Regions from separate parts of the Mus musculus genome. Here regions 2, 3, 4 and 5 are each linked to region 1. Evidence: chromatin contacts called from public HiChIP or PLAC-seq, Micro-C and promoter capture Hi-C data. All regions are on one chromosome and are shown on one strand. The core of a region is the stretch at or near the end of the contact, and the rest is flanking DNA. Distances in the headings are between cores, read along the strand shown. Region 1 holds the start of As3mt (arsenite methyltransferase). Region 2 holds the start of 4833438C02Rik (RIKEN cDNA 4833438C02 gene). Region 3 holds the start of Taf5 (TATA-box binding protein associated factor 5). Region 4 holds the start of 2310034G01Rik (RIKEN cDNA 2310034G01 gene). Region 5 holds the start of Pcgf6 (polycomb group ring finger 6).

Evidence for each region. Promoter capture Hi-C pulls out the DNA fragments that hold promoters and counts their contacts. Hi-C and Micro-C count contacts between places; a contact is called where the count stands out from the background. HiChIP or PLAC-seq counts read pairs in DNA pulled down with a chosen protein or histone mark. Capture Hi-C pulls out chosen DNA fragments and counts their contacts.
Region 2: an HNF4G HiChIP or PLAC-seq map of pancreatic cancer cells shows a contact between it and region 1. The contact joins the promoter of 4833438C02Rik here to the promoter of As3mt in region 1. A contact is called at or near these places in 2 of 115 datasets of contacts at active chromatin or transcription factors (memory CD8 T cells and pancreatic cancer cells).
Region 3: a contact with region 1 is called in a promoter capture Hi-C map of the HPC-7 cell line. The contact joins the promoter of Taf5 here to the promoter of As3mt in region 1. A contact is called at or near these places in 13 of 39 promoter capture datasets (the 3T3-L1 cell line, the C10 cell line, the HPC-7 cell line and 8 more), 3 of 115 datasets of contacts at active chromatin or transcription factors (embryonic midbrain, extraembryonic endoderm stem cells and pancreatic cancer cells) and 2 of 9 other capture datasets (adipose tissue and liver).
Region 4: a Micro-C map of the G1E-ER4 cell line shows a contact between it and region 1. The contact joins the promoter of 2310034G01Rik here to the promoter of As3mt in region 1. A contact is called at or near these places in 1 of 39 promoter capture datasets (pre-B cells), 1 of 484 Hi-C or Micro-C datasets (the G1E-ER4 cell line), 1 of 115 datasets of contacts at active chromatin or transcription factors (pancreatic cancer cells) and 1 of 9 other capture datasets (adipose tissue).
Region 5: a contact with region 1 is called in a promoter capture Hi-C map of pancreatic islet. The contact joins the promoter of Pcgf6 here to the promoter of As3mt in region 1. A contact is called at or near these places in 7 of 39 promoter capture datasets (the 3T3-L1 cell line, the HPC-7 cell line, cranial neural crest and 3 more), 1 of 484 Hi-C or Micro-C datasets (bone marrow-derived macrophages), 3 of 115 datasets of contacts at active chromatin or transcription factors (epiblast stem cells, extraembryonic endoderm stem cells and pancreatic cancer cells) and 3 of 9 other capture datasets (adipose tissue, embryonic stem cells and pancreatic islet).

What each region holds. Positions count from the first base shown.
Region 1 is chr19:46,703,680-46,709,699 of GRCm38.p6, reverse strand. It overlaps As3mt (arsenite methyltransferase), which reads right to left and starts at 2,242. Exons shown (of 11, transcript NM_020577.3): 1 at 2,164-2,242; 2 at 1,901-1,944; 3 at 1,503-1,630; 4 at 582-732; 5 at 17-153. The coding sequence starts at 2,164.
Region 2 is chr19:46,302,827-46,308,846 of GRCm38.p6, reverse strand. It overlaps 4833438C02Rik (RIKEN cDNA 4833438C02 gene), which reads left to right and starts at 3,218. Exons shown (of 3, transcript NR_152248.1): 1 at 3,218-3,485; 2 at 3,656-3,739; 3 at 3,997-5,262. Nfkb2 (nuclear factor of kappa light polypeptide gene enhancer in B cells 2, p49/p100) reads right to left here and starts at 3,152. Exons shown (of 22, transcript NM_019408.3): 1 at 2,823-3,152; 2 at 2,483-2,564; 3 at 2,321-2,361; 4 at 1,978-2,076; 5 at 1,754-1,905; 6 at 1,377-1,483; 7 at 1,129-1,287; 8 at 787-891; 9 at 589-674; 10 at 364-502; 11 at 93-218. The coding sequence starts at 2,843.
Region 3 is chr19:47,064,942-47,070,961 of GRCm38.p6, reverse strand. It overlaps Taf5 (TATA-box binding protein associated factor 5), which reads right to left and starts at 3,214. Exons shown (of 11, transcript NM_177342.3): 1 at 2,636-3,214. The coding sequence starts at 3,197.
Region 4 is chr19:46,345,756-46,351,775 of GRCm38.p6, reverse strand. 2310034G01Rik (RIKEN cDNA 2310034G01 gene) reads left to right here and starts at 2,788. Exons shown (of 1, transcript NR_040418.1): 1 at 2,788-3,575.
Region 5 is chr19:47,047,772-47,053,791 of GRCm38.p6, reverse strand. Pcgf6 (polycomb group ring finger 6) reads left to right here and starts at 2,886. Exons shown (of 10, transcript NM_027654.3): 1 at 2,886-3,341; 2 at 4,703-4,802; 3 at 4,896-4,992; 4 at 5,629-5,684; 5 at 5,786-5,845. The coding sequence starts at 2,973.

The DNA of each region.
Region 1 (6,020 bases), core at 993-3,492:
AAGGCTGTCGCCCTACATGACAATATCATAGCTCTCACTCTGGATCCCAGCCTCTGCCAACTTCTCGATGCGGCCGTGGAGAAAAGTCACATTGGGTGCCTGGAAACCAAATTTTTCCATGTGGTGTTCAAGATAGGTTTTAGCCACTTCGACCTAGAGAAAGAAAAATATGGGTGTGGTAATCGGCGCTTTAGTTCTGAAAACTGTGCCATCGCTAACACGGTAGGCTGTTTGAGCCCTGGGTTATTCTGGACAGACATGCAAGATTTTTCGAGATGCATAAGATATGCAGCAGCCTGGGACAGAAGCTCCCAACCACGTAATCTCGCTTGAGTGTTATCCCATGACAAATCTTTCTGGACAGAGGATGGAGGCAGAAGAGAAAGTGCCACTGTTGTCACAAGCTCATCTACCAGGTTAGACCTCTGTCAGTGTCTCTAACTTCTAGGTCACTGGAATCAGAAATGAAAGCAACAGAAACCCAGCTTCTCAAATTACCATGAAGAAAAGGGGGAAGCAATTTCAAGGCTCAGGGAACGACCCAGAGGAACCTCTCCTTTTCCTCCAAACCTTTGCCTTACCTGGACCTCAGTCATGTCTATTCCGGTGACATGTCCCTTCTCACCAACCAGCTGGCTAAGCACATAGCAATCCCTGCCACTCCCACTACCCAGATCCAAAATTCGGCAGTTTTCCAGCCGCTCAGGAACAGTCAGACCACAGCCATAATACCTGAGGGATGGAAATGACGTCTTTCAAAAACAGAGACTAGAAAGTTCTCAGACGCTAAATCTACACTTCCTCCACGTCTTCCTCAGCCATCCATACGTCTGTCTCGTCTCTCTCACTCAACAGGGCCACGTCTGCCCTAGCAGCATTGTAGGCACCGTGCAAGGTAGCAAGACTTAAACCATCTAAACTAGCGGTTGAATAATAAATCTATCTAAGGCTGCTGAACAATTCAAACTCGGGACCTGAGGACAAGGATTCTGGCCCTCACGTGCACACACTGTAACGTGGGAGGTAAAAACTACAGTTTAGAAACCCCTTTCTATGACTGGCATTGAGTGCCACCAGGAGTTAGGGGCTGTAGTAGTCAGGAGAAGGCTTCATGACCCCAGTAGGACTTCAGTGGGGTGGAGAGGCAAGGGGTAAGGTACCCTCTTTGATAACTGCTCTCTGGGTGGGCAATACTGTATCAGAGAAGGGCAACGTCAGAAGGAGCCACGGCTGATTAGAATGTGTGGGCCCATCTATTAACCAACTTGAATGTCTATCTGGGGCCAGGGAACTTGAATGTCTCCTGCAATGGGCAAGGATGCAGGACATCGATGAGGGGTCCTCGGCGGAAGAGCAAGAAGTTCGGTGCCAAGCCTTGTGGGTATCATCACAGTAGTTAGGGCAAGCAGGATGTCCAGCAGAGATGGTTAAATTTCCCATAGTGGTCACTATGGGAAAATTGGTAGTCTGGAGGCTTCCAGGGGACAACACACACACTCTACCTCGAACTAACGTCTTCGTGTACATTCTGCAGACTTTCCCGGATGTAGCTGGGGACCGGCTTGGCTCGCGTGACACAAGCATTAGTCTGGAGGTCTGCAGATGTCTTCAGTACATTCCCATAGTAGTTCTGACTCAGCAGCCACGGAAGAGAAGCCAGGAGGAAGAGGATTGACGTTAACTGTTTGCAGAGCTCCAGGGCTCCACTACACTCCTAATTACAGAAAATTACAGCCCACTGGCCTTTGCTCAAGGCAAAAATCTAACCCCACTCCTTGGCCTGCTGCGGGCGTGGTTTGGCCTGGCTTCCCCCAGAGTGCTCCGCGCCAGCAGAAGCTGCTTATTGGCAGGACTTCTATAGGACCAGCGAGCCCACATAGCCATTCCCTAGGACCCTCACCTGAACGTCCTTGTGGATCTCATCAGCGTCTCGGGAAGCAGCCACTGACAAATGGGAGAACAGAGGTTAAATGCGGTCACCACACAGAGAACGACAGGGCTGAAGCCAAGATGGAGGGCGAGCAGGACACGGCGGGGGGGTGGGGGGGACCCGCAGCCTGCTGGGCTACCCAGAGTTGGGGGTAGGGTGGGAAGCGCTGTGAGCCCGTGGGAAGGCAGAGGTCAGAGGGGACTGGCCAGAAGACAGGAGGGACAGGCACTCACTGACTCACGATCTCCACGTCCAGGATTCCCTGTCCAGGATTCCCCTCAGCCCGGCTTTCGAAGAGATCGCCGAGGCCACGCCCCCTGGCCGACCTTCAACCCCACAGCCCTGCAAGACCCTACGGAAGCCTCTTAGCTATACACACCCCTGGAGTCTGTCACCTTGGTGGCTTTGAGTCCTTGTGTCCAAGAGAATGGTTTTATTGGTTAACGTCCTCCTTTACTGATTCACTGAGTTTCATTTGTAAATCTTGTGTGTGCCTGTGCCTTAGGTAAACACCCATATCTATTTTCCTCCTTCTGGAATGAAACCATCGGCCTGGCCCTCAATCTGTCTCATAAGGTTGTTCATTGAGATATCACTTAGGCCAGTGATATTCACCTTTCCTTAGCGCACAGTTCTGTGAATTCAGACAAACGTGCACATGACAGCCACCAGGTGTTAATTCCAGCACTCCAGGAGACAGACAGGTGACCGAAGCTGGCAGAACATCCAGTTCGAGGCTGACCTGACCTACAGATCGAGTTCAAGGTCAGCCAGGACAAACAAACTGACAAAACACACCACCACCACCCAAACCCAAAAACCTCCCAAAGAAACAAAAAGCTATTCTGTTCCCACATGTCTGTCTTTTTACATTGTTTTGTGGGTGCATATGACCACGGTGCCCATGTGTGGAGACAGGTGACTCCCACAAGTTAGCTCTGTCCTCTACACTGAGTTCTGAGAATCCAGCATCAAGCTTGTGTGGAGAAATGCTTTTAGCTTTTACAGCTAAGGTCTCTATTCCTGCACTTCTTCGCATGTCTTACTTGCTTTGTGGTTGAAGCAAACATTGTCATTCGCCAAGATAAGGAAGGCTACCTTATCTTGGTCTACATGAAAGGATGTCTAAATAAAAAGTGGACTTCTTTGAAAGTATCCTGTTTCCAATCCCATTGATCAATACAAAAAAAAAAAAAATCCATCAAGAAAGTTTCCAAATTTCCTGCTAATTGTTATTGGAAGTCAATCAGGTGACAGAGAGATGGCTCAGTGGATAAAGGTGATCATCACCAAGGCTGAAGACTTGATTTCCAACCCTGAAATCCCCATGAAAGGCAACTCCTGCAGACTGTCCTCTGATCTCCACACACAGACCACAGCATGAGCACATACATGCATAAATAAATGTAATGTTACAAATGAGCCAGGGGCTTGAATGGCATGGCAGATAGCTCAGTGGCTAAGAGCACTGGCTGCTCTTCCAGAGGACTGGGCATCTGGCACGCACACACTGGCACCCATTCAGGCAAAACACCAATGCAGATAAAGTAAGAATAAGTCTTTTTTTTTTTTTTTAAACACTGGCAATTGTTGTTGGGATGTTTTTAAAATAGGAGATGTGGGTTTTTTTTTTAATGACCATTTTTATCAGCAGCAAGTTTTAGACTCGTAGAACAGTTCTCCAGAGACACAATTTTCAAAGTGTTCTCCCTGTAGAGTGAGCCCTTCCAACCATGCAGTTCCTTCCTCCTTGTTGCCTCGGGCAGAGGATGCACTCACCAGCGCTGCTCTCGCTCAGAAGACTCACTTGATAACCACATCCACAGAACCACAGTGAGCCACCCACTATCACCTCTAGCTACTGCCACTCTGCCTTCACACTGAGCTGATTTTGAATTGGACGCTGACCAGCAATCATTCTGACTAGTCAGTGCCACGGTTTGAGTTTTGGTTTTTGGCTTTTGGGGTGCTTCCTAGTGGTCAAGATTGAACCTTGGGGCTCTCGCTCTCTTGCTTACTCCCTTCCTCTCTTCCCTCTCTGTCTCTTTTCGCCCCATTCCCCTCCCCCACCTCTCTGCTCACTCATGGCCAGCCTCTCCTCCTCCTCCTCCTCCCTGTCCTCTTCCTCCTCTTCTTTCTCTCCCCCCCCCCCGCCTTTCTCTGTCTCTACTACCCCCTCAACTCCCTTCCCCATGCCCTAAATAAACCCTATTCTATACTAAGAAAAAAAATTGCCCCTTGGGTCTCATTTATGCTAGGGAACTAAGCTGCACTAAACTGCACATAGAGTTCCTGTGTTCTGTGTGTCATCTCTGCTGAAGAGCGGGCTTTCTACTTAAGCTCTTCTATCAAACTGTATCTAAAAACATTAGCTTTCTCGTCGTTGTTTTTGGTTTTTTGAGACAGGGTTTCTCTGTGAAGCCCTGGCTGTCCTAGAACTTGCTCTTTAGACCGGGCTAACCTTGAACTCAAGAGATCTGCCTTCCTCTGCCTCTGGAGTGCTGGGATTAAAAGCATACACCACTACCACCCAGTGCAAAGTTGATTTTGTAAGGAGGTGGAAAAGTTGAGAAAGGATCTTCATGCTAAGCTGGTCTCAAACTCACGATGTAGCCAAGGCTGACTTTAAACTACAGGTCTTCCTGCCTTCACCTCCCAGCAGCTAGAATTTCAGGTGCGCATGCGCACTACCTCCTCCTCCTCCTCTTCTTCTTCCTTCTCCTTCTTCCTTCTTCTCCTTCTTCTTTTCTTCTTCTCCTCCTTCCTCCTCCTCCTCTTCTTCCTTCTCCTTCTCCTTCTTCTTCTCTTCTTTTTCTTCTCCTTCCTCCTCCTCCTCTTCTTCTTCCTTCTCCTTCTCCTTCTTTTCTTCTCCTCCTTCCTCCTCCTCCTCTTCTTCTTCTTCCTTCTCCTTCTCCTTCTTCTTTTCTTTTCTTCTTCTTCTCCTTCCTCCTCCTCTTTCTCCTCCTCCTCCTCTTCTTCCTCTTCTCCTCCTCCTCCTCTTCTTCCTTCTCCTTCTCCTTCTCTTCTTTTCTTCTCCTCCTTCCTCCTCCTCCTCCTCTTCTTCTTCTTCCTTCTCCTTCTTCTCTTCTTTTCTTCTTCTTCTCCTCCTTCCTCCTTCTCCTTCTTCTCCTCCTCTTCTTCTCTTCTTCTTCCTTCTCCTTCTCTTCTTCTTTTCTTCTTCTTCTCCTCCTTCCTCCTTCTCCTCCTCTTCTTTTCTTCTTCTTCTTCCTTCTCCTTCTTCTCTTTTCTTCTTCTTCTCCTCCTTCCTCCTCCTCCTTCTCCTCCTCCTCTTCTTCTTTTCTTCTTTTCCTCCTCCTCCTCCTCCTCTTCCTTCTCTTCTTCTTCTTCTTCTTCTTCTTCTTCTTCTTCTTCTTCTTCTTCTTCTTCTTCTTCTTCTTCTCTTCTTCTCCTCCTTCCTCCTCCTCCTCTTCTCCCTCCTCCTCCTTCTTCTTCAGATTAAAATCATATACAGAAACTTTCCTGTTTTCTTCCCTCATCTCCAAGGACAGTCTTGAGAACACTGCCACACTCTCATCTAGAAAAGCACTAGGCTAGCAACTGCCAGACAGATTTTGGCTAGGCACACCAAAATGTGTGATGGAGATGGACAGCTTTTGTCTGCTAAGAGACCTCCGCAGGTAAGGGCCCTTCCGACCAAGGCAGATGAGCTGAGCTCCATCACTAGGACTACGTGATGGAAGGAGAGAACTGATTTCCAGAAGTCATTGCTCCAACCTCTACACGTGTGCCACCCCACCCCTCCCCACCTTCACACATACAACAACGAAATATAAGGGGGGAAAACTGAGATGTTTCACTATGTGGGCCTGGCTACCTTGATTTTTGGGGGGGGGGGGAGTTAATCAAAAAACAAAAATAGTAAAACGTTCTAAAGTAGTCAGGATCCCTAAGTGTCTTCAGGGGCTGCAGAGGTGGCTCAGCCGTTAAGGGCACTTACTGATCCTCTGGAGGATCAGAGTTCAATTCCCAGAACCACATCGTGGCTCACAATGGTCTATAGCCCAGAGATCTAACACTTCTAGTTTCCTCAACTGCACACATAGACATACACTCAGGAATGATGAATGTT
Region 2 (6,020 bases), core at 1,969-4,468, 400 kb after region 1:
CAGTGTGAGGTGCCAGCCAGGACTCTCCCAGATTCCTCTCCTAACTTCCCTTATCTCCTCCATCCTTCTCCCTGCCACTTGCACCTCCTCACCTCCTCCAGCGCCTCCATAACCCCCAGCGGAGCCCCCAGAACCTCCACCCATGTGGGATCCGCCCCCGAAGGGCTGGGAGAAGGTGGGCAAGGCCTTTCTCCGCTTCCTCTGCACTTCCTCCTTGTCTAGGAGGAAAGAGAAACGGGGTGTTAAAACCTAATATGGGTCAGACCCTAGATTCCTCAAGCTGGCTCCTGGGAGTCAACTCTAGGCCACCTCCTGGCCCGCCTCGCTCCGTCCAGCCTTTGGGAATGCTGAAGCCCGACTCACCTTCCACCAGAGGGTAATATGTGAACTGTTTGGAGTCCGAGACATCGCCCCCACGCTTGCGTTTCAGCTGCAGGAACACCGTTACAGGCCTCTCGATCTTCATCTTGTGATAGGGCGGTGTCCGGAACACAATGGCATACTGGGGTGGAGGATGGGAGAGCAACATGGTGTCAGTAAGGTTTCTTCGTAGTTCTGTCTCCAGGACAGGCCCTAGTCCCTCAGTACCTGTTTATGAACGTCTGTGGGAGAGAAGTCCCCAAAGGCTTGCCATCCATTCTCATCATCCTCATAGAACCGAACCTCAATGTCGTCTACAGAGAAAAGTGCGGCTTAGCCACAGGGAGAGCCTGCAGCCCCGCTGCATGGATCCCGAAATTACCCTTACAGCCAGCGTTTCCAGCTCCCAGAGGGCTTCTGCCTCACCTTTTTGCACCTTATCACAGAGCAAATAAACTTCGTCTCCACCGCGCACGGAACCCGCTGTCTTGTCCATTCGGGAGATCTTCAGGTTCGAGGCCCCTGGAGACTCTATAAGGTGGGGGATGGGTTAGGGACACATTGATGGGATCGGAGGCTCGGTGGGGTCATTATCAAACTTCAGGAAATGCAGTATTCACATTTACCACTCAGAAGCAACACTCAGATGTTCTGACTACCGAGCACTCACCACCCCACACGTGGCAGGGCCAGGTTCAGACCCATAGCTGGAAGGTATCTCAAGCGCTCTTTTGGGAATGCATGCTTGGCCCCCTGCAGAATACTCACTGCTGTCATGGATGGGCTGGGAGATCACAGGCTTCAGGGGCAAGGAGAAGGAGCCATCGCTAGCTCGAAGGAAAGCTGAGAAGCGCAGCCGTACAATGCTCAGATCCATGACTTTCTTCAGCTCCTTGGCCTCCTGCTCTAGCTCCCGCCGCTCAGCCTCTGGATGGACAATGTGGGTGGTGTGAGCTCTGGGCTGCTCTTCCCGGCTCCTCTAGGAACACCTCTCGGAACACCTTTTGTTACCATACCTGTAAGGCCCTGAGGCTTGGAGCGGAGACGCTGCCTCTGAAGTTTCTGGATCATAATCTCCATCATGTTCTTCTTGGTTACATGCAGGACACCCAGATTATTAAATCTGGAGAGGACAAGGAGGAGGCTTTGTCCTCTTTGACCATGAGGCTCTTTCCTCCTGAGGCACCTCCACCCCCACGCTCCACCCCCCATGGTCAGGCTCATCCTGGCTCTGTTCTCCAAGGAAACTGCTCTTTATAGTTGAGCTCTGAGGTTCCTGGGCCAAAGTAAATCTTCCCACTTTGTGTGCTAGTCACACAGGTGGCCTGAGATGAGACCTAAGGCTGGCAGGCAATGAGCATCCCACTGGGGGCCAGGGGCCAGGGCCACCTACTGAGCAGTCATGTCCTTGGGTCCTACAGACACAGCGCACACTCCCAACTCTGAACACTGCTTGCCCACCAGACTGTGGGCATGCGCACGAGGTGGGTCACTGTGTGTCACCAGGTCCACCTCAATCTTGGCCGGTCCCTCATAGTTACAGATCTGAGAATGGCAAAGGATAGTCAGTAGTTGCCCCATACACCATCCCTACCCTCCGGTGTCATCTGAGCTCACCTTGACAGTAGGATAGGTCTTCCGGCCCTTCTCACTGGAGGCACCTGGCAAACCTCCATGGGAGGGGCCTTCACAGCCATATCGAAATCTGAAGCCTCGCTGAAGGTTCCATAGCAGAGACATTGTGATCAGGAGAGGCAACCCCCCCCCCCCCCCCGTCATCCCCACAAGGCAACCACTAGCCATCACTGACCACAGTGACCAAAAGTGTACCTCCTTCTCATAAGCCCCCAACATATCAGCAGCAAGCTATTTAATCTGATCAGTAGGTATAACTACCCTCCCCCCCCCCGCCCCACCTTTTCCCCAAAGGTGAAGCCACCACTCTCTGTCACTCACTCACCTGTTTGGGCTGTTCCACAATCACCAGATAGGGGCCATCAGCTGGAAATAGAGGGGCCTTGCTGAGCCAGGATCTCTGAGACCATCCCTCAGTGGGGCCTCCAGGGGACATGCTCACTCTCCTCTAGGTTCTGAGATACTGCGAGGCCAAAGACTTACTGACCTGTCTCAGGGGCTGGATCCTTAGGCTCCACGATGGAGGGGCTGAATTCAAAATCATCATATTCGGGGATGCCATCCAGGCCCTGCGTTATAGACAGAGAAGGTGGCAGCTGAATCAAGGGTCCCCCCAACCACCCCCTCCCAAGCCCTCTGCAGTCACTCCCTGGACTCCTCCTCAAGCTATGAGGAAGCTCATTTCTGGGCAGGGTTTGCAGACAGCACAGACTGGCAGACTAAGACAATTTGAAGACAGTGCAGAAGTAGGGGAGTGGAGGAGCGTCCAATTGACAAGCAGACACAGAGGGCACCCGCCGCCCTCAGGGTCAGGCAGTGTGACTCACTGGATCGTAGCAATTGTCCATATCTCTGGGCTAGGCCCTGCTGTGTCTTGCGGCTTCGGGCCCCGGTTCAGCTTTCCAGAGTTTCGGACGCCCGCCTAAGGTGAAGAGAGGCGTGGGAGGGGGAAGAGTGAAAGATATCAGGATAGGGGTGGGCAGGGGGAGAGGGATGGGTAGGGGAGGGGGGCTCAGATCTGGGGGAGGGTCCGATCTCCTCCAGCCGCCCGTCCGGGCGTGGCGGGTAAGATCCGGTGGAGGTCGAGATCCGGAGCGGGGCTGGCCCGGGAAAGGGGCAGAAAGTTAGTGCTGCTTAGGAAAGTCCCGAAAATACCAGGGGGAGGCGGAGCCGGAGGGGGCGGGCCTGGAAATGACGCCGGGGCCACGCCCCCGCAGCGGGAGGGGCGGGAGGCCCAGGCGGTTCCTGGTTCCCGGGCAGCCTCTGTAGCCCCTGGGGCTCAGTCGGGGCCTAGCCGCCTCGCCCCCTCTCCGCAGCCTGGAGCAAACTTGGGATTTTCAGCCAGCGTGGAGGACACGGCTGATTCACCCAGGGGCTTTTGTGGGGACATTCCTGCCGTCGGAGGCCCCTTTTCCGAATGGCCCGTAGGCGGGGGTTCTTCCAGTGGGGCCTCCGGGGCTCTGACCAGAGAATATGATTCGGGCCTCAGGGTGTGTGTGGGGGGGAGGAGTTTCCCCCTCCACGGTCTCTAGCGATTCCGTCTTAGCTTCCCGGATTCTCCCGCTGCACCTGCTCCCGGTGGCCGGTCAAACGGGAGCATCCCGCCCTCCCTGGCGACTCCAATCCCAAAGCCAGTGTAACGCGCATGTGTCCGTTGCAGGAATATGCGTTTCAGCCCTAATGTCTTGTGTGCCGGGTGAGTGGTGGCATCATGGCACGTGCAAGTGAACGTTCATCCACACAGGTGAGTCCTTGTACTGCCCAGTGTGGGCACACGTCCGTGCACGTCTGGATGTCCGTGCGCAGGCGCCGGTGCACGGGTGCGCTGTGAGTGCGTGTGCGGGGCTCACACCGGCCGGCTGTGCACAGGCAAGCTAAGGGCAGGCAGACGTGTCGCTGATGTGTAGCAAAGTGTCCTGTTCCTGTGCGCGCTCACTGGAGGTGGCGTCCAGCCCCAGCCTGTCATCTAAAGTCCTCCTTCCCTCCCTCTCCATTCCCTAGACACTCAGGGATCTGAACCCGGCCACTCACCGTGGTGGCGGCTCTGGTTCCGACTTCTTTCCGAGCCCTTCCCCGGACCGGTCGTTGCTCCTCTCCAGCCAAAGGGCTCCAGCCGGGAAAGCCCCTTTCGGCCCCCCGAGGGGGGGAATTCCCGTGACGATCCCGTGCGTCACTCCCCATGCCCTTTTTTATTGGTTGAAAGTTTAACTCCAGGACTCTTGTAGCCAACCCGGAGCAACGCAGGCGCGCCCCTTTCGGGGAAGGCTCGCCCAGGACTGGCCGCGGGGTGTCACCCAGCTCCAGTTCTGCTAGGGACCAGCGAGGCGGGACGACGGACCCAGCGCAGGGCGCGGCTCAGATCTCTGCACTCTTCCAGGCTTGCCCGGGACCGTTACGGAGTCCAGTGGGCCACTTGGCTCTTGCTGTGCCCAGAGGTTGGCTATCTCTGAGACACAGGAAACCGGGTCAGTCCCAACACTCCAGTAACCCTCCCAGAGAGGGACCTCCTAGCTGGGAAGGGGAAGAGGAAGGAGTCAGATCTTGCGGTCAGCTCCAGATCGCCATCTAGCGGCCTTTCTGGAGCCGCAAGGAAACTCTGGGGTCAACTGTCTTAGTTTCCGGGCTTCAGGAAGAGACAACTGATGTTTATTCTGTAAGTGGCGGGTTCACAAGGGCCAAGGCTTTTAGGATGACTCGTTGGAGAATCAATGTGCTGGGGGAAGAAAAGAAGAAGGAAGAGAAGAAAGATGTTTGCCTGGGAGTCTTAGGCCTCGTTCATCCACCACAGATGTCCCAACTATTTGACTTGAAAGGCATCCAACTGGGCGTGGCGAAATTCACCTGCAGTCCCAGCTTTCTTGAAACCAAGACAGATCCTAAGTTTCACACCACCCTGTCTCAACACACATGCACGCAAATCTGTCCAAAGTGCCTTTCAAACTTCCTCTTCTGTGGAAAATTGCCAGCGGTGTGCTTTGCATGGGTGAGGGCCAGCTGTTACCATCATAAAGTGGGTGGGAGGCTCTGGAGACCTCTCAGCGCCGAAGCACTCCTGCTCTTCCTGCATCCAGGAAGATTCTTCCAGGATCCACGTGGGACGGCTCACAAGTGTCCGAAACGATCACACCAGGGTCCCCTGGCTCTCTCCTCGCCTTCTGGGAGACCGAATTCAGGTGCACACCCTTCAATTCTTGACTACTCATCCCCCAAACCCCAAACCCACGTGGTGACAAATAAGAAATAAAATCATTTTAGAAAGTCTCCCTGAAAATGACATTTCGCTGCCTTCCCCCTGCATACCTCCACTGACAAGGTCAGGACAAGAGTCGCTGCCATGGGCTCTTTCTGGGCCTCTAAGTCAGCTTTCTCTGTAGGGGCTGTGTGCAGTGCATCTCTGTTCCTGAATCCTCCTCCCTTGGGTCTGGAGTGCAGCACAGGCTCTCCCTGGACTCTCCCACAACTGGCCCTGTTGTTTAGGAGGTGACTATAGACTGGTACTAGCACCAGGGGAAGGGAAAGGCATTCCTTCTTATCTCCCACCCTTATACTAAATGCTTTGACAGGAAGCACTTCAGTTTTTTGTTTTTGTTTTTGTTTTTGTTTTTTTAATTTAGGCTAGCTGCATAGATTACAGGTTGGGCCTGAAAACCCAAACCCTCCCAACTGAAACTATCCATTTGTTTCTGATTAGGGGTGCCAACTGTGTTCCCCTTAAGCTGTTGGTGAAGCTAAGGCTGGAAGAGGCCTAACACAACCAAACACATAGCTAGGAAGGAGAGAGAAAAGACACTCTCCTGATTCTGAGAGGACACTCCTCTTCCTGAACTAAATGGGAGTAAGCCAACCTTCCCTTTCCCAGTGGCTGTCCCAAGCCATTGTCATGAGGCACTGCCAGCGGGGTTCTCAAATCCAGCTATGCCATCCATACACTTCCTTCAGATTCTTTTAAAAAGGGGTTTAATTTTTTTTTGAGACAGGTCTTTCTTCATAAGCTTCAGCTCTACATCTGGGTAGATGCCCATGGG
Region 3 (6,020 bases), core at 1,965-4,464, 360 kb before region 1:
CAACTTTTAAGAAAATGATCTAATTGCACCAAGCAGATGAGGTTTTGCTAAGGCCCCAGGGACGACTGTTTCTCAGAATTGTCCCTGTCCTCTCTACTTCTCTTCCGCAACACAACCACGCATCTTTTCCTTTTTTAGTTTTGTATTACATTTGCTTATTTTGTGTATATGTGTGGCTGTGATGAGGCTAGCAGGCAGACAAGCCATAATAGTTATATGGAGGGCAGAGGACACAGTCAGTAGACAGTTCTCTCCTTCCATGATGGAGGTTTCCAGGACCTATCTCAGTTTGTCAAGCTTGGTGGCAAGTACCTTTACCTGCAAGCTCACAGTCACAAAACCTTTTAATACGACTCAGAATGTTTTTGAGTAGCCCAAGTCAAAACTCGTTCAGTTTGACTTTATCTTACATTTTTAAATCAATAACAAGAACAGTCAACATTTTTTCCTGGAATTGTGTTATTCTAAAGACAAAATGTGCATACAGGATTGGGAATGTGCAAAAGACTTGTCTAGCATGCACAGGCCCGAGGTTGAACTCCCAACACCACCAAATAAATAAATAAATGGATGTGCAAAGGTACCAGTTATGTTAATCTTCTCTTAAGGCTCAGTGCAAACAGCATACATCACACTCCAGTGCCTTGTATATAAATCCTGTACCATCAGTCCTGTGATACCCTCATGTTCAACATCAATCACCTTATATAAAATATCAGCATCTCAGGGGAAAGGGGAACATTTGTTATAGCTCTGGAATATAAAAGGCTACAACTCAACTGCATGTACTGAAAGCAAGTTCTATAACCAATCACTGCAAGGTAGAAAGCCTGAGTATTTGTTTGCAGTATAGCAATACAAAACAATAATGCTTTTTTAAAAATCAAATTAGAGTTTGGATGTTGAAAATTTTGGCAAACTACAGTTATAGTGTTATATCCTGTTATGTTCTTTAAAAAGTGATTATACTACTCTTTATTGAGAAAATTATAATTAAGGTTATAATTTTGTAGTCATTCTCATGGTCTCTTTTTCTCCTTGGTTTCTTGAGTATGATCTAAAAGAATAAGTCAAGTTTCTTGACAGATGAGAGATATTAGAAAAATAGTATAATAATATAAATTGTTACTATACAGTCACAAAATTTAGCATATAGAAAAGACCCTCCTCAGTTACATTTTCCACATATTTTTACTTATCACCCCCTTCCCCCATTACTATATTTAGCTGGGGATGGCTTTCTCACAGTAATTCTCCTTCCTGCCTCAGCATCCCAAGTGCTGGCATTATAAACAAGACACAGTTCTATTTATGGATCACAGTGTCATGTGTTCAAACTCCCTGTCTGGCAATGCTCTCACTGAAACAGATTAACATGTCTAGAACCACTAACCTGGATAACTTAATTCAATAGTTACTGATCTCCTGAGTTTAATTTTTTTAAAGATTTATTTATTATTATACATAAGTACTCCATAGCTGTCTTCAGACACCAGAAGAGGGAATCAGATCTCATTACAGATGGTTGTGAGCCACCATGTGGTTGCTGGGATTTGAACTCAGGACCTTCGGAAGAGCAGTCGGTGCTCTTAACCACTGAGCCATCTCTCCAGCCCCGAGTTTAAAATTTTTAAGTTTGGTGTATATTAAAGACAAGTTTCAGGTAGCTGGGACTCTCCTTCCACCGTGTCGGTTCTGAGGACCCAACTCAGGGGATCATACATGGCAGCAAGCGTCTTCATCCGAAAGTGTTTTACGATATGGATTTGTGACAAGTTTCTGGGAGAAACGTGGACATGGGTTGTCAGTAACTGGAGTCAGGAACTAAACTTTCAGAACTAGGCACATTACTCATTACATCTTAGACTCGTAATAACTTACTTAGTAAAAAGGCAAAATAAAATAAAATAACCCCCCCAAAAAAAAACCTTTAACTGACATCACACAAGAAAAAGCAACAGAGACAAAAAGGTCTGCCCCACTCCTGCCCGTAGACTTAAGAGTTTTCAAAAGCTCTGCAAGGCAGATTCCCAGACTCTGCCCTTACAGAGTTTAATAAGCCTTAAGTGATGCTCAGAAATCCTCTAAAACACTTAACACCAGCGGTTCTCAGCCCACATTCTAAGAAACACTTACAACCTCCACTCTGGAGGTGTTATCCAAAGCAAGCCCTTCCGGCTTTGCTCAAAAAGTCCGTTGTCTCGTCTCAAAAGGAGAGATGAGAACTATACAGTTGTGAAAAATCAAGACACGGAAAGTACCTGCTGTACAATAGTAGTATGGGAATGTGACAGTACGATACTCGTGTTCACGCGAACCCAATCCTAGGTTCCTAAGTCTAAGTAAGAGCAGAAACCCCGAAACCCCTAAGGTTCCCCTCTTCTGTCAATCCCCGGTCCCTGGCGCCTCCCTCGACTCCACAGCCCTGCTGCTCAGCCTCTGGCTGGAACTGACAGCTCAGAAGAGGGTTTGACTGCGCAGCCGGCGCAGGAGCGAAAGGGGCGGGCGTGTGGCCCTAGAGGCGGGCCCAGGAAATTCAAAACAAGCCCGCAGAGGTGCAGGCCCGCCAGCCCTCGCCTTCCCGGCTAGCTCCCCTTCCAGCCGGCGCTCCTCAGCCCGGGAGCCCGAGACTCACCCTTTCCCGGAGCCGCAGGACCTGAGGCTGAACCCGAGAACACCGAGGTCACCGAGGCGCCCGTCCCCGGAGGCTCGGGGGCCGCAGAGCCGGGAACTGAAGCGGTGACCCGGCTGAGAAGCGCGCTGGCCGCCTCCGCGCCGGCCCCGTCCAACTCTCCCGGAGCTCCGGAGCCCGCCACCGCCTCCTCCAGCAGCCGGGCCTCCCGGCGCAGCGCCTCTTCGGCCTCGCGGAGGTTGCTCTGCCGGAGGAATTGCAGCACGGCCAGGAGGGTCTGTCGGTCGTGGGGAGCGCCGGCCTCCGCCGGAGCGGCGGGCACCGGGGCCGCCCCCGCCGGGGCAGCGGCGGAGACAGCCACCCCAGGCTTGGGGGTCCCGCCGTCCCCGCCGGCCGCCGCTGCCACTGCCACATTCCCGCCGCCGCCGCCGTTGGGGCCGTTGTTGGGAGTGCCGCCGCTCCCCTCGCCTGCGCCGTCGCCAGCCTGCGGAGGTAGCAGCGTCGGCGGTCCCTCAGGCTCTAGCTTGACCGCCACCTCCGTCTGCTCCTCCGCCAGCGCCGCCATCTTGCGGCTGAGCCACCTCGCGCCGTCAAGCGTGACTGCGTTTTCGCCACATGGAGGGCGGGGGTAGGGCGTTTCACGACAGCCGGGGCAGGCCATTTACGGCAGTGGGAGGAGCTAGCGAGGAGAAAAGGCACGAGAAAGAGCTACTTTCAAAACCGAGCGAAAGGCAGGCAGGAAGTGGGAGTTGCTTACCGTCAGTCTCTATTGCATTTGCCTGCTAATTACCGTTTATTGCATTCAGGCGATGAGATAGCCGTTTTATATTATACGAGCTCTTTTAATTCAACAAGTTTAAAGGTGCTAATCCCTGGAGTCTTTACAGACGGCTTAACCAGAATCCAAAGAGGTTAAATACCATGCTAAAATCACACGCGAAGAAAACGATTCACGCCCAGGTATTTAATTCAAAAGCACATAGCATTTATCAGAAAGAGGCCTCCTAGTTACTGGAAAGGCTCTCTGATGCTGTGGGCTGAGCAGTGGTTACTTTTTCAGTTTTTCTTTCTTTCTTTTTTTTTTTTTTTTTTTGGTTTGGTTTGTTTTTTCGAGACAGGGTTTCTCTATAGAGCCCTGGCTGTTCTGGAACTCACTTTGTAGACCAGGCTGGCCTCGAACTCAGAAATCCGCTGAGTGCTGCGATTAAAGGCGTGCGCCACCACGCCCGGCTCTTTTTCACTTTTTATTCCTGTAAAAATCTAGCTTTGTGAACTTTACAGTATATGTTATATCGTTTATTTTTTTTAAAAAAGCCTTTAAGCTGGATGTAGTTTCTAAAAATAAATTTAAGCCGAAGATAGAGGTCACAGGATCGCCTCAGCAAGTTCTAGATCAGTCAGGGCTACACTGTCTCCGGAGACCTTGTCTCCAACAAGAACAAGAACAACAAAACCAAAACCAACAACAAAATCAACTATAAAGTTAAAGAGAAAAAAAAGTTAATTTCTTCTCATTCCTTGTTACCAAATAAACCATTTCTGTCCTAAGGAAAAAATTTTTTTTCCTTTTTAAAGAAAAGATTAAGGCAGGGTCTTATGCACGCAGGCTGGCCTTGAACCTGCTGTGAAGTTAAGGGGGACCTTGAATTTCTGGTCCTCCTGCCTTCACCTTCCAAGTGTAGGGGTCCAGCTAAAAAGTTTTTATATAGACGTTTTTATGACTAAAATGTTTCTACTGTGTATTAATTACCCATTGTTACTATTTTGTTGTTGTTTGGGGCAGTACTAGGAAGTGAACCTCACCCTGCCTCTTGAATCCTAGGCAGTGTTCTGCTGCTGGGCTACAACAGCAGCCCTTACTTGGAAGGAGATGGGAAGAAGGTGTCTGACTTGGGGAAGTATGGCCACCTTTGTCCTCTCTACGCGGGTCTCTGAGAGTCCAGCGTCCACGTTGTGCTTTAGCTGAGGCTAATGACTTCAAGTACAGTGTTTCCTGTTTCACCAGAAGAAATAAAGTCACTGGGTGCCTAGGAGACCCTTTTGTTATCTTGTTTCTGTCTTCTTCCTTTCTGCTCCCTGCTCCCAGGGTCCTTAATCATTCAGATTCTGCGTCAGTCTGGGTCTTTGAAGGGCGCCCACTCCTTCTCTCCAGCTCTTGCCCTTCTGATTTCCTTTCATTTCACAGGTTACTGTTTCATTCTGACATTTTTTTTTTAAGATTTATTTATCATGTATACAATGTTCTGCCTGCATGTATGCCTGCACACCAGAAGGGGGCACCAGACCTCATTATAGATGGTTGTGAGCCATCATGTGGTTGCTGGAGATTGAACTCGGGACCTCTGCAACAGCAGCCAATGCTCCTAACCTCTGAGCCATCTCTGCAGTCCTCATTCTGACATTTTTTTTTCTGTAGTTCTTCATACTTAGTAAGCATGTTTACAAATGTTTCTTCTTTGTCCTGCTCCCCCTTGTAGGAAAGTGCCAGTGTACAGTTTTGTCTTCGAGGTCAGTTGGCAGAGAGTTCCTCTACCATCCTTTTCCCTCTCTACCTGTTTTTTTTTTTTCAGTACAATAATACATTTTTAGCCTACAGCTATACCGCTACATTTATTTAGTTTATTTTCTTCAACTGTTGTATTTTTCATAGTATTTTGATTCTATTCTTTGTTGCTATTTTTCCTGAAACCCAACTAGAGGATTTTATTCTCTGTAGATATTTGATAGTGTGTGCAATATTTCTCAAGGATGCTTTTGGCGTCTAAAATTCAGAAATGCTGTTAGACTTACTAAAATGAACAGGACAATATTTCCTCAAAAAACAAGCTGTTTCTTTTCATAGCCTAAAATTATTCAATCCAGAATGTTAGTGTTGCCAAGGCAGCAACACTACCCTGATGTAACTTTATGAACAAATAGTTTGGGTGTTTAGTTTTGTAGGGTCTTTCTTCTCTTTTCTTTTCTTTTCTTTTCTTTTCTTTTCTTTTCTTTCTTTGGCAGACTCTCACTGTGTAGCCTAAACTGGTCTGTGATTCACCATCTTCCTACCTCACCTCACTAGCGCTTAGAACTATTACAGCTATAAGCTGCCACTCTTTTTTTTTTTTTTTTTTTTTTTTGTTAAAAGATTTACTTATTTATTATATGTAAGTACACTGTAGCTGTCTTCACACACTCCAGAAGAGGGCGTCAGATCTTGTTACAGATGGTTGTGAGCCACCATGTGGTTGCTGGGATTTGAACTCTGGACCTTCGGAAGAACAGTCAGGTGCTCTTACCCACTGAGCCATCTCACCAGCCCCTAAGCTGCCACTCTTAGCCAATATGAACTGTTCTCTAATATGGGTTTGGGGGCCTAGAGAAATGGCTCAGTGGTTAAGAACACTAG
Region 4 (6,020 bases), core at 1,539-4,038, 360 kb after region 1:
CAAGTGGCTCACATCTGACTGAAACTCCAGCTGTAGGGGCATTAGACCCTCTGGCCTCCAGGACACACATCCATGCACACAAACAGAGAGACAGGGAGAGACAGAGACAGGGAGAGAGACAGAGATGGGGAGAGAGAGAAAGAGAGAGACAGAGAGAGATGTCTGAACAGAAGTAGAGTAGAACAAGAAGGTCTGAACAGAAGTATGTATATACACATATAGACACACAAACTAAAAAGAAGAAATCATAGAGCTGCAGGCCACCCAGCACTGCACCACTAGACGCCGTCTCCAGAGGTGAGGAAGAACACAGGACAGCCGGCTCATCAATGAAGAGCACACAGCCTGTTCTTCCAGAGGACCCATGTTCAATTCCCAGTACCCATGTGACAGCTTACAACCATCCATCTATAACTGCAGTCCTAGGGGACTGAACCCCTCCCTTTTCTGACCTCTGAGGGCTCCTGCACACACCTAGTGGACAGACATACACTCAGGCACACACACATACACATGAAATTAAGTTAACTGTTTTGAAAAGACGAAAGTGTAGCATTTCTAGAATCGGGATGAAGAAATACCACCCCACAGCTTGATCCTTCATTGTACCTAAAAACTCCCCAGACCAGAGAAGCATGAAGGCACCAATGTAACACATAGGCTCTTTGCCTTCTCAGTTCTGGCTTGAGCTGGGTCTGGGGTGAGCCTGTTCACCAACCAGGTAAGACTAGATTCCTTGAGGAAGTACAAACAGGTAGAAAGGATGACCAGTCCTGATGGGGTGAGATGAACTCATGGGTAATCCTGGATATTTCTCGGGTGCTGGTTAGAGGGCAAAGTTACAAACATTATGTCCTTTTGGTGGTATATAAACTGAAAGCCCAAGGGTGTAAGACAAACCTAACAGTTGTGGGAAACTGGAAGTCTGAAATGGGTCCCACTGGCTAACCAGGAAGGTGTTGGCTGGACTCAGTTCCCCTCTGCAGCTTCTGTGGTTTAATCTATTGCCTCATGCTTTCCGATTTCCAGACACTGCCTGTACTCCTTGCTCTCGGTACTCCCTCCATCTCTAAAGCCAAGTGGTGAGTGGTGTTTCCTGGATGGCATCAGTAGGACTCTGGACCTCTTTCATGTTTGAAGTAATTACACTGGTTTTATGTCACCCAGAATGCTCTTTTAACGACTCGATAGTCATTTTATCCCTAAGTTTGCTTCCAGGAATCTGTGCACTGCATATGTGTAGGAGCCCTCGGAGATCAGACCCCCCCCTGAAAGTGGAGTTGCAGGCGGCTGGAGAGTCACCATGTAGGTAACCGCAGGGACCTGATTAGAAATCGTTGGGAAGTGTTCAGTATTCTAGGGAGTGCCATCTGTGAGCTCAGGCAGTTGAAGCTGTGGACAGACTGGTGGCTCCAAGCCAGCTCAAGGTGTTTCTCTCTGCCTAGTAACAGGGAGGTGTGGCTCGGGCTGGGCATGGAAGGGGAAAACAGCACTGAAAAGCAGTGGGAAGAAGCTTTATTCTGGACGGTTCTGCCTCTCCCAAAGACTGGAGAACAATCCCATGAGGCTGAAGGAGGCAAGTGAATGGATGGTTACAAGGGGAAAGATAACAAGGGCTGGGGGCTCAGAAGCCTGGAGAGCAACTGTGTCGTGCCATACATATATATATGAAGCCAGGGATATGTTTGGGAGAGGAGCGGTATGGTGGGCCCATGCTATGGCATCCCTTCCCCCAGAGGTACCAGCCATATATAGAGCATGGGGAGGGGAGTTGAGGGAGATAAAGGCGGGGGGGGGGAGAGATGGGGAGAGGGAGGAATGGGGAGAGGGAGAGGGGAATGGGAAGAGATCCACAGAGCCAGCAAGACAGTGAGGAGAGGGGCAAGCAGTCCCTTTTATAATGAGTCAGGCATACCTGGCTGTTGCCAGGTAACTGTGGGGCGGAGCCTAAAAGGAATGCGAACAGATTGTTAGGGTCTCCTGTAGCCCAGGCTGTTCTGAAACAGGATGACCTGAAGGCCTGGTCTTGCTGCCTCTACTCTAGGAGTCATGGGATTACAGGCAGGATCTACCACACCCGCTTATGTGGTGCTGGGGACCGAACACAGGTGTTTGTGCATGTCTGTTTCTGTATTGACAGACCTACATCCCCGGCCCGGGAATATCTGATGAGGAGGAGGGGAGCAGAACCCCTGACCCAGGAAAGGTTTCTCAAAGCCATCAGGCAGTCACACGAAACTCAGGCAAGAGCTGGGGGACCAGTGACACGTGCTTATTATGAATTATATATCCATACCCATCCATCACAGGTCTGGACCCAGTAAAAATGCCCGCCATCTGAGTTCTAGGTCATGTATTCTTACGTCTGCCTGCCGCCCAGGGAGGGCGTCTGGCCTCGGCTGCAGACTCTCACCTACACCTACCTGCCCGCCCCTCTGCTGCTGCCACCTATCCAGACCCACAACTTCTGCAGCCGGCCGGTGGGCCTGAGCACGGCCCCGCGAGAACTCCACTGCTTCCATGGTGCAGGCGCGGCCCTGGCCTCTTCCACGCTGCCCTGGTGGGCCTTCCCACCGCCGGATGCCGCGGCCCCCGGCTCGTCGTTCCCCGCCTCCGCCGTGTCCGCGCCATCCCAGCCCGGGCGCGACGCTGCGTGGCCGGAGGGCAGCAGCCTGCAGCTGCAACTGCGCTGGGGCCGCGTGGAGCGCATGCGGGGTCCGCCCCTACCGCTGCCGGACGCCGTGCGCCGCGACTTGCGGCGCGTCTACGGCACCTACCCACGCACCGACGTGCGCGTCACCAAGCGCGGCGGCCAGTTCTTGGTGCGGGCTGTGCCGCGTGTGGGCGAGCCCGAATACAAGGTGGCCCGGCACGTAATGCGCAAGCCAGCCAGTGGCGACGATGGGGACAGCGGGGACAGCCCGGCCGCTCCGGAGGCGGTGCAGCGTGGCCGCCTCAAGAAAAAGCAAGGACCAAGATGAGCATCTCAGCGCGCCTGCGAGTCTGTCGATCCCCGCTCGCCGTCCCTGCTTTTGATTTCCCTGGAGTTATTGCTGAACCGTGCTGGGAGAGAAAGGTGTTCGGTCCAGAGGGTCTTGAAGCGAAAGCAGCATCTCTCTCCCTTCTTAGCCCTCCGTGTGGGTCCCACTCGCCTTTTTCTCTCCCTTGCACCACAACTCCCCTCTTTACAAAGCTGAGGGAGCCAAGCAATTCCCAGCTTGGAAACGGAAGTAAATAAATGAGCGACGTCCAGCATCCAATACAAGATAAAGAAGCGGGCATTTTGCCATCTGTGTGATTAAAGTCTTTACTCTGTATGTAGCCTGACCCCTGGGCCTGCTCTTAAGCAGCAGCTCTACAGTATGCAGTGGACAATCTTCTAGAATCGCCTGCCTGGACTTACTATCCAAACGTCATCTGAAGGCCTATGATAGTTCTGGAGTGTGGGAAATGTCTCCTGTAAGCTAGGTTTAGAGCTAGTTCTGACATTTTTCTAGCCGTGTGTCGTCCTTAGCCTTTCTGAACCCCTTAGCTATCACATCTGTAAAACACATAAAGTTAGGTGTTCAAAGGAATGTCATTCGTTTTCGTTCTTTTGTTTTTTCCAGACAGGGTTTCTCTCTCTACCCCTGGCTGTCCTGGAACTAACTCTCTAGACCAGGCTGTCTTTTTTTTTTTTTTTTTTTTTTTTTTTTTTTGGTTTTTTCGAGACAGGGTTTCTCTGTGTAGCCCTAACTGTCCTGGAACTCACTGTGTGGACCTGGCTGGCCTCGAACTCAGAAATCTGCCTGCCTCTGCCTCCCAAGTGCTGGGATTAAAGGTGTGCACCACCATGCTTAGCCTTTATTCCCAGTTTATGTTAAATCTTTAATTAATTAATTTTCAGATAAAGGTCTTGCTATTTTACTGACTGACCTCAAACTGGTTGCAATACTCCTGCCCGAGCCTGTTGTGCCAGAAAGCATTCACGAACTCCCAAAGACCACCTAGGAGCCGTTTCTGATGTAATAGCACTTGGGGCTCTTATCTCTTTATTACAAGCTTGGGCTTGGGTTCTCCCCCAACCCAACCCTTACAGCAGGACAGGAAGAGAAGGCAGAGCAGCCTGGAACCCTCAGCAGGACAAGGTTTTATAGGAAATGGGAGTAGGTGAGAGTGTCCCAAACCTGGCAATATCTAACTGAATGTCTATTGTAAGCTGACAGGTGGGTGTTCTGAAACAAGACCAAAGGTCTGAAAGTACATTTGAAATAATCATATTAATCTTTGGTTAACTGTTGCTAAGAAGTAGCTAGGGAGCGGTAACTCTGGGGTATGGGCTAAGGACAAGCTGTGGGGTCCTTCCTGGTACTTGGGAGTAGCTTGGGTTCTGCTGTAGGTCAAGTTCTCAGGCTTTTTTTTTTTTTTTCTTTAAGATGGAGGCCAGTCCCAAGATGGAGTAGGTTTGCCCTCTCAAGCCTACAGGGGTCATACATGGGTATCACATCTGACTAGTCTTTTTTTTTTTTTTTTCCATAAATACAGCTGAAATTTTCAGTATTTCAATGTAGTGTTGTTGATGGGCTTAGTAGAGCATCCCTTAACCCTAGGACTTGGGAATCAGAGTTAGGAGGGAGGATACAGAGCCAGACCCTGTGTGTGTGTGTGTGTGTGTGTGTGTGTGTGTGTACGATTTTACATTTTGTAATATTTTGTAATGCTTAAGTGTTGATTTAATTAGTTAATATACCCCCCTTCATCTCACCACTCTCTGCATGTGTGTGCATGTTCCTTTGTGCACAGGTACACACCACCAGCATTGACCTTATTAAGATTTAATTTTATGTTAAATGGTAATGACACACGTCTTTAATCCCAGCACTCAGGAGGCAAAGACAGCAGATCTCTGTGAGTTCCAGGCTAGCCTGGTCTACAGAGCAAGTTTCAGGGCAGAGAAACCCTGCCTGGAGAAATAAACAAACAAACAAAAATAATTAATGTTTTTATTTTTAATGATATGTTTGTGTGTCTGTGGATTGTGTGTGCACGTGAGTGTAGATTGTAGGTGTCTGAGGATGCCTAAGGAGACAGAGGTGTTGTTAGATCCCCTCTGGAGTTAGACTAGGTTGTGAGTCACCTATGGAAGAGCACTATTATGTGCTATGAACCATCAGTTACAGGGCCCACTCCTCAGCCCACCTTGGCTTTTGACACAAGGTTTCTGCTAGGGACCTGGGGCTTGCTGACAGGCTAGCACCAGAGGGAACCATCTCCTTCCTCTTCCTCTTCCTCTTCCTCTTCCCACATCCAGTGGTCACAACCATGTATCATTGTGCCCAGCTTTTTATGTGGGTGTTGAGGTTGGAATTCAGGTCCTATCGGGACTCATGTACACACATTAAATAAACGAAAGAAGTAAAATGTAAAAACAAAAACAAAAACTCTCTGGCATAAAGCCAGGTATGGCACACCTTTGATGCCAGCATTCATTAGGCAGAGGCAGATCTCTAAGTTCAAGGCCAGCCTGGTCTAGAGAGTGAGTTCCAGGACAGTCAGGGCTACACAGAGAAATCTGTCTTGAAAAGAAAAAAAAAAAAGAAAGAAAAAACAATAAAAAGGTAAAATGTTGGGTTGGAGAGGTGGCTCAAGGGTTAGGAGGTCCTGAGTTTAGTTCCCAGCAATCACATGGTGGCTCACAACCATCTGTCATGGGATCTGATGCCCTCTTCTGGTGTGTCTGAAGACAGCTACAGTTTATTCATATATATATATATATCTTAAATTTTTTTTCTAAAGAATGGAAATAATGAAAGGGATTTTAGATATTTTCTATTTTTATATCACACAAACACATTATACATACTTATGGAAGTCAGAAAAAAATGGTGATTGGTTCTCTCCTTCCACTGTGCACATTCTGGGGAAAGAACATTGATAGTCTTTTGCTCTAAGGCAAACAATCCTACTTGATAAAAGCCCCAGCCTCCGACTTTATCTAATCTTACTTTATGTGTATGAGGGTTTTGCCTGCATGCATGTTT
Region 5 (6,020 bases), core at 1,637-4,136, 340 kb before region 1:
CAACAGTGAAACCACACAAACACACAGACACACAGACACACACACACACACACACACACACACACACACACACGCACGCACACATCATAAATCCTGTCATTTGTACAAAGCCATGTGACAAACTGGCACAGCTTGGTTCATTGCCCCAGGTACACACATGGAAACCACCATCAATCATTGACAGAAAATAAATACTAATGACCACAGTTCCAGGGGTTGACCAAGGTTCAATCATAGTTCTAGATTTCCTTGAAGATAGAAGAGAACGAGCAACTTCTTCTACTGTTTTAACTTTTCTCCCTAGATGCCTAACCATTCCACCTCAGTGTGTTTTCTGAAAAGCCCATGCTGGCTTTAGTGCTTTGAGATACCACTCGTACCAGGACTCAGGCTTCATATACACTCTCTGGCTTTTCTCTCCTGTTTCAGGTTTACTCAAACAATGGGGTATACAGATACCAGGTAGAAAGTTTTATGGAATGTTCAATGATCAATGGAGGGTACACATCAATATCATTTCTTCTTTATGATGTTTATCAGTATAAAAGAACTATATATTTTTTAAAGATTTATTTATTTTATGCATATGAGTACACTACCATTGATCTCTTCAGATGCACCAGAAGAGGGCATCAGACCCCATTACAGATGGCTGTGAGCCACCACGTGGTTGCTGGGAATTGAACTCAGGACCTCTGAAAGAGCTGTCGGTGCTCTTAACTGCTGAGTCATCTCTCCAGCCCAAGAGCTATGTTTTTTTTTTTTATTTAGCTCTTTTATCCTGATTTTATCCAGTCTGTATTTTCTTTTGTCATTTGGCGTGTTAGAGACAAGAGTGGGAAGGCAGTTTGTGCCTGTGATCCCGGCACTCGAGAGGCTGATGCCCTCAGAAGATTCCTGTAGTGTATGTCGGGGCGTCTCTGTAGTGCCAGGAGTTTGAGCCGTAAGTCTTCATGTGTCATTTGAGTGAAGCAGCAGAGAGCTCAGTCCAGGACCAGAAGTGGATATCTTTCAAACCTGCCTGTAGTTATCACCACTTCTGGCTAGGTCACACAAGCCAGAGGTTTCATAACTCCCAAACAGGACCACCAGTTGGGGACCACGTGTTCAAACACAAACCTGTGGAGGGACATCCATATTCAAACCATAGCATGTTCCTCTCAGTCCCCATAGGTTCCTGGGTTATCTCATAATGGAAAAATGTGTTTAGTCCAACTTTCGGGAGCCTCTACATCTTTTCTTGTTTGTTTTATTTTTACTTGTTTATTTTTAAAGATTTTATTTATTTATTTATTATATGTAAGTACACTGTAGTTGTCTTCAGATCTCATTAAGGATGGTTGTGAGCCACCATGTGGTTCCTGGGATTTGAACTCAGGACCTCTGGAAGAGCAGTCAGTGCTCTTAACCGCTGAGCCATCTCTCCAGCCCCTGTTTTATTTTTTAAAGATTTTTGTTTTGTTTTGTTTTTGTTTTTCAAGACAGGGTTTCTCTGTGTAGCCCTGGCTGTCCTGGAACTCACTCTGTAGACCAGGTTGGCCTTGAATTCAGAAATCAGCCTGCCTATGCCTCCTGAGTGCTGGGATTAAAGGCATGTGTCACCACGCCCGGCCTTTTTTAAAGATTTATTTACTTTATATACACAGTAGCTGTCTTCAGACACACCCGAAGAGGGCTTAGGATCCCATTACAGATGGTTGTGAACCACCATGTGGTTGCTAGGATTTGAACTCATGCCCTCTGGAAGAGCAGTCAGTGCTCTTAACTGCTGAGCCATCTTTCCAGCCAGCCCTGGGTTTGTTTGTTTGTTTGTTTGTTTTAGACAGTGTTTCTCTGTTATGCTCTGGCTATCCTGGAACTCACTCTGTAGACTGGCCTAGGACTCAAGAGATTTGCCCGTTTCTGCCTCAGTGCTGGGATTAAAGGTTCCTTTACCACTTGGCTCCAATTGAAAACTATATTTTATTTATTTTTCATTTTTATGTGTAGCATGTTTTGCTTGCATATATGTATGTTCACCATTTGCATCCCTGGTGCCCAGAGAGGACAAAAGACAGCATCTGGAACTAGATGGTTGTGAACAGCCATTTGGGTGCTTGGAAGAGGGGTTCTTCTTAAAGGGCCTCTCTGCACGAGCATCGAAGTGCTCTTAACAGCTGGAGCCATCTTTCCAGCTCAAGACACCTCCACGTTTAACTGTCTCAATAGTGTTCAAAAGTCCAAAGACACCCTTCAGTGGGTAAGGTCTGGAACTTTTCTCTTCCTTTTGGAGACAGGGGTGTTGGAGTGCTGCCCAGGTGGGTCTCAAATTCCTTGGCTCTAACATTCTGCCTACTCAAGGCTGAAATTAATAAGTAGGTAACCATACTTGGCTTATGTGGTTATTCTTATCAAAGCTGTCCTCTAACTTTTCCCCCTCATTTCTCAGAAATCATTTCGCGAATCAGTTCTCTCCCTCTAACATGGGTATTGAACTCAGGTCGTCACACTTGGAGGCAAATTTTTTACCTGCTGAGCCAGCTTAGGGTTTTTGTTTGTTTGTTTGGTGAGACAAGGTCTTACTAAGTAGATAGATGCCATTAACCATGGACGGAAAACCACAATTAGTCCTCAAAATGAAACCATCACTCCTAATTCAAGAACACATGGCATCTAGAGTTCAATGTTCCATGAATAAACTGGTGCAAGTAAAATACTGAAACTGTAGCATTTTAGACTCTCCTGAACAGCACACTGCAGGCTTCGACCGCGAAAACCGGTGAGCTTCCTTCAAGGCGTGGCCCACACGCCCCGCCCCAACCTGAGCAGCTCCGCCTCACCTAGGTAGCCTAGGTGAACCACACTTCCCAGCGGCCTCTGCGGAGCGCCGGCGCCTGCGCACTGGTACGAAAGGGGGCTCGTGCTCAACTCGCGCGCTAGCCGTCCGACTCGCCTTGCCTCGCTCTCAACTCGCCAGATTTCTGATCCCCGCCATGGACGAGGCTGAGACGGACGCCACGGAAAACAAGCGCGCCTCTGAGGCCAAGCGAGCCTCAGCCATGCCGCCACCGCCACCGCCTCCGCCTCCCATCTCTCCGCCCGCCCTCATCCCGGCACCCGCGGCCGGCGAGGAGGGCCCGGCGTCCCTGGGCCAGGCGGGCGCTGCCGGCTGCTCTCGCTCTCGGCCCCCGGCGTTGGAGCCCGAGCGCAGCCTGGGCCGCTTGAGAGGCCGCTTCGAGGACTACGATGAAGAGTTGGAAGAGGAGGAGGAGATGGAGGAGGAAGAAGAGGAGGAGGAAGAGATGAGCCACTTCTCTCTGCGTCTGGAGTCCGGACGGGCAGACTCCGAGGACGAGGAGGAGGTATCGACGACCCTGCCAGACCTGGCTGCGCTCGAGCGGCCTCTGGGACCCAGCGGGGCGCAGACCTGTGGTTGCCGTTGTCGCTGGAGCTCGCGGCGCTTGTGTAGCGCTCCATCCCCGCCCACCCAGGCGTGGCCTCTCTCCGGCTTCATTTATTTTGTGGAGTCCTTGCAGATCATTTAGGGCACTCTGGGTCCCGTTTTTTTGTTTGTTTTTGTTTTTGTTTTTTTTACATTCTGTAAAAGTCTTTGCGTAACGTGGAGGGAGTTAGATGTCTAAGGCTACTGGCAGGTGTACTCTTTTTTTTCTGCAGGATGTTGAGAGGGTTTGGGACCCCTCCCCCATTAAAAATAAATAACAAATGTGTGAAGAAAGGCATCCCGGGGATAGGGTGTAGGCCAGTTGATACAGTGTATCTCTGCCCTGCAGGACGCTCGGAGTTCGAGTCACAGCACTGTCTACACTGGATGTGGTAGTAGACACTTGTTACTACCAACATTCGTGAGGCAGAGGCAGCAAGTTCAAAGTCATCCTTGGTAATGTGGGGAGACCAGGCAGGTTTAAGGGCTTTTTGTAAACCAACAAAAGAACAGGTGCCTTTCACTGTTAGTTTCCTATATGTCAGAGAACTGGGACCGCTTAGATACAGTGTTTTCTTTAGATTGGATATTTTGAAGGGTTGGAGTGCAATTAAGTTACACTGCTTATAATGAAATCTTGGGATCATGGCTTAACTTGTTTTGAAATGAGACCTTGTAGTGTTGGCTTTGGACTGGGTTTGATGTTGTGATTTTAAAAAGATAAAGGGGTATTAATATATGTTCTATGGGGGTGTGGCGAGGTGTGGGGGAAGGGGGTGCCCCAGCGGGCCCATGCCAAGGCATCCCTTACCCCTGAGGGACCAGCCACACGACGATATAGTATAGAATAGAGTTTATTCAGGGCATGGGGAGGGAAGTTAAGAGGGTAGTAGAGGCAGAGAGAGAGAGACAGAGTAGAGAAGTGGAGGAGGGCCATGACCACGTGTAGAGAGGGCGGGAAGGGAATGGGGAGAGAGATGGAGCAAGGGAGGGAAGAGGCAAGGGAGAGAAGCAGGAGTAAGAGGAGGGGGCAAGCAGTCCCTTTTATAGTGGGCCAAACCTACCTAGCTGTTGCCAGGTAACTGTGGGGAGGAGCATACCTGGCTGTTGCCAAGTAACTGTGGGGGTGGAGTCCAGACCCTACCAACACTCTTGGGCTCAGATGTCACAGCTGACTTGTGTAAGTTGGAATATAGGCATTAGACTTCCTACTTGCAGCTAGCTTCTGAATTTGAGAAGGGAAAGGCTTGTATCCTAAAATGGTTACTGTTGCACTTACAGCGCCTGATAAACCTTGTCGAGCTGACCCCCTACATCCTGTGTTCGATTTGCAAAGGTTACCTGATAGATGCAACCACCATTACAGAGTGTCTTCATACCTGTAAGCACATAGTTCGCATTTCCGAATGGTGTTTTAAAAATGTGAAGATGTCTGTAAACCATCCTAAATTAAACATTTTTTCTCTTTCACTAGTTTGTAAAAGCTGCATTGTGAGACATTTTTACTATAGTAACAGATGCCCAAAATGCAACATAGTTGTCCACCAGACTCAGCCTCTTTATAATATAAGGTAAGAATATACACACTTAAAATGTATCCACATTTAAAATCATTGTTGCCAGTGTTTTTTGTTTTTTTTTTTTTTCTGAAATCTTGACATTGTGCAGTTGGGGGTAAATCCTTTGAATGCTATCAAAACGAGAAGGAAGGGAACTGCACAAGAAGTGTGTGTGGAGCACTTACTGTGTATCAGGCACAGACGGCTAGATCTGCTGGAGACTTTAAAAGCAAAACTCAGTGTGTAGACCATGCTGGCTTTAACCTCAGATCCACATGCCTCTGCGTCCCGAGTCTGGGATTAAAGGCGTGTGCAGCACAGCACCTAGCTTCAGCAGTCTGTTTGTTTTAACTTTTATGTGTGCATGTGTACCACATGTGTACTTGGGGCTTTTGGAGTCACAGGAGATGGTTGGATTCTCTGGAACTGAGAGTCACAGATGGTCTTCTGGAAGAGCAGCCAATGCTCGTCTCCGTCTCTGCAGCTGAGATGGAACGCAGCAATTAAAATGCAGTCCGGCATCAAGTTCACGTTCTTACCAAGCATGCAAGACCAAGGAGCAATGCTCCTAAGAGAAAATAGTGAATTCATTTTGTACCTAAATTCTTTTTTGGATTCTGAGATATTCTCCATTCTTCTTTTTATTAGGTTGGACCGGCAGTTACAAGACATAGTATACAAATTAGTGATCAATCTAGAGGAAAGTAAGTTTCTTTTATTTCATAGTTGTGAATCCCAAAGTCTCTGTCTCTGTTAGTTACATCGTAAGTGTAGTAATTTAGTCTGTGTTTTATCATTTTTTTAGGAGAAAAAAAGCAAATGCATGACTTCTATAAAGAAAGAGGTCTAGAAGTCCCCAAGCCTGGTAAGTTTGGATGTGTTCTGCATTCACAGATTAAAGAACAAACTGTTGTTGAGGTGCTGTCCTCATTCCTGTCCTGTCACAAGTAGACCTAGTGGAGGCCACTCGGGCTAGAAGAGGTTTAGTTAGCTCACAGCTCAGGTTACATCACCCTACAGGGAAAGCCGGGGAGTGAGGG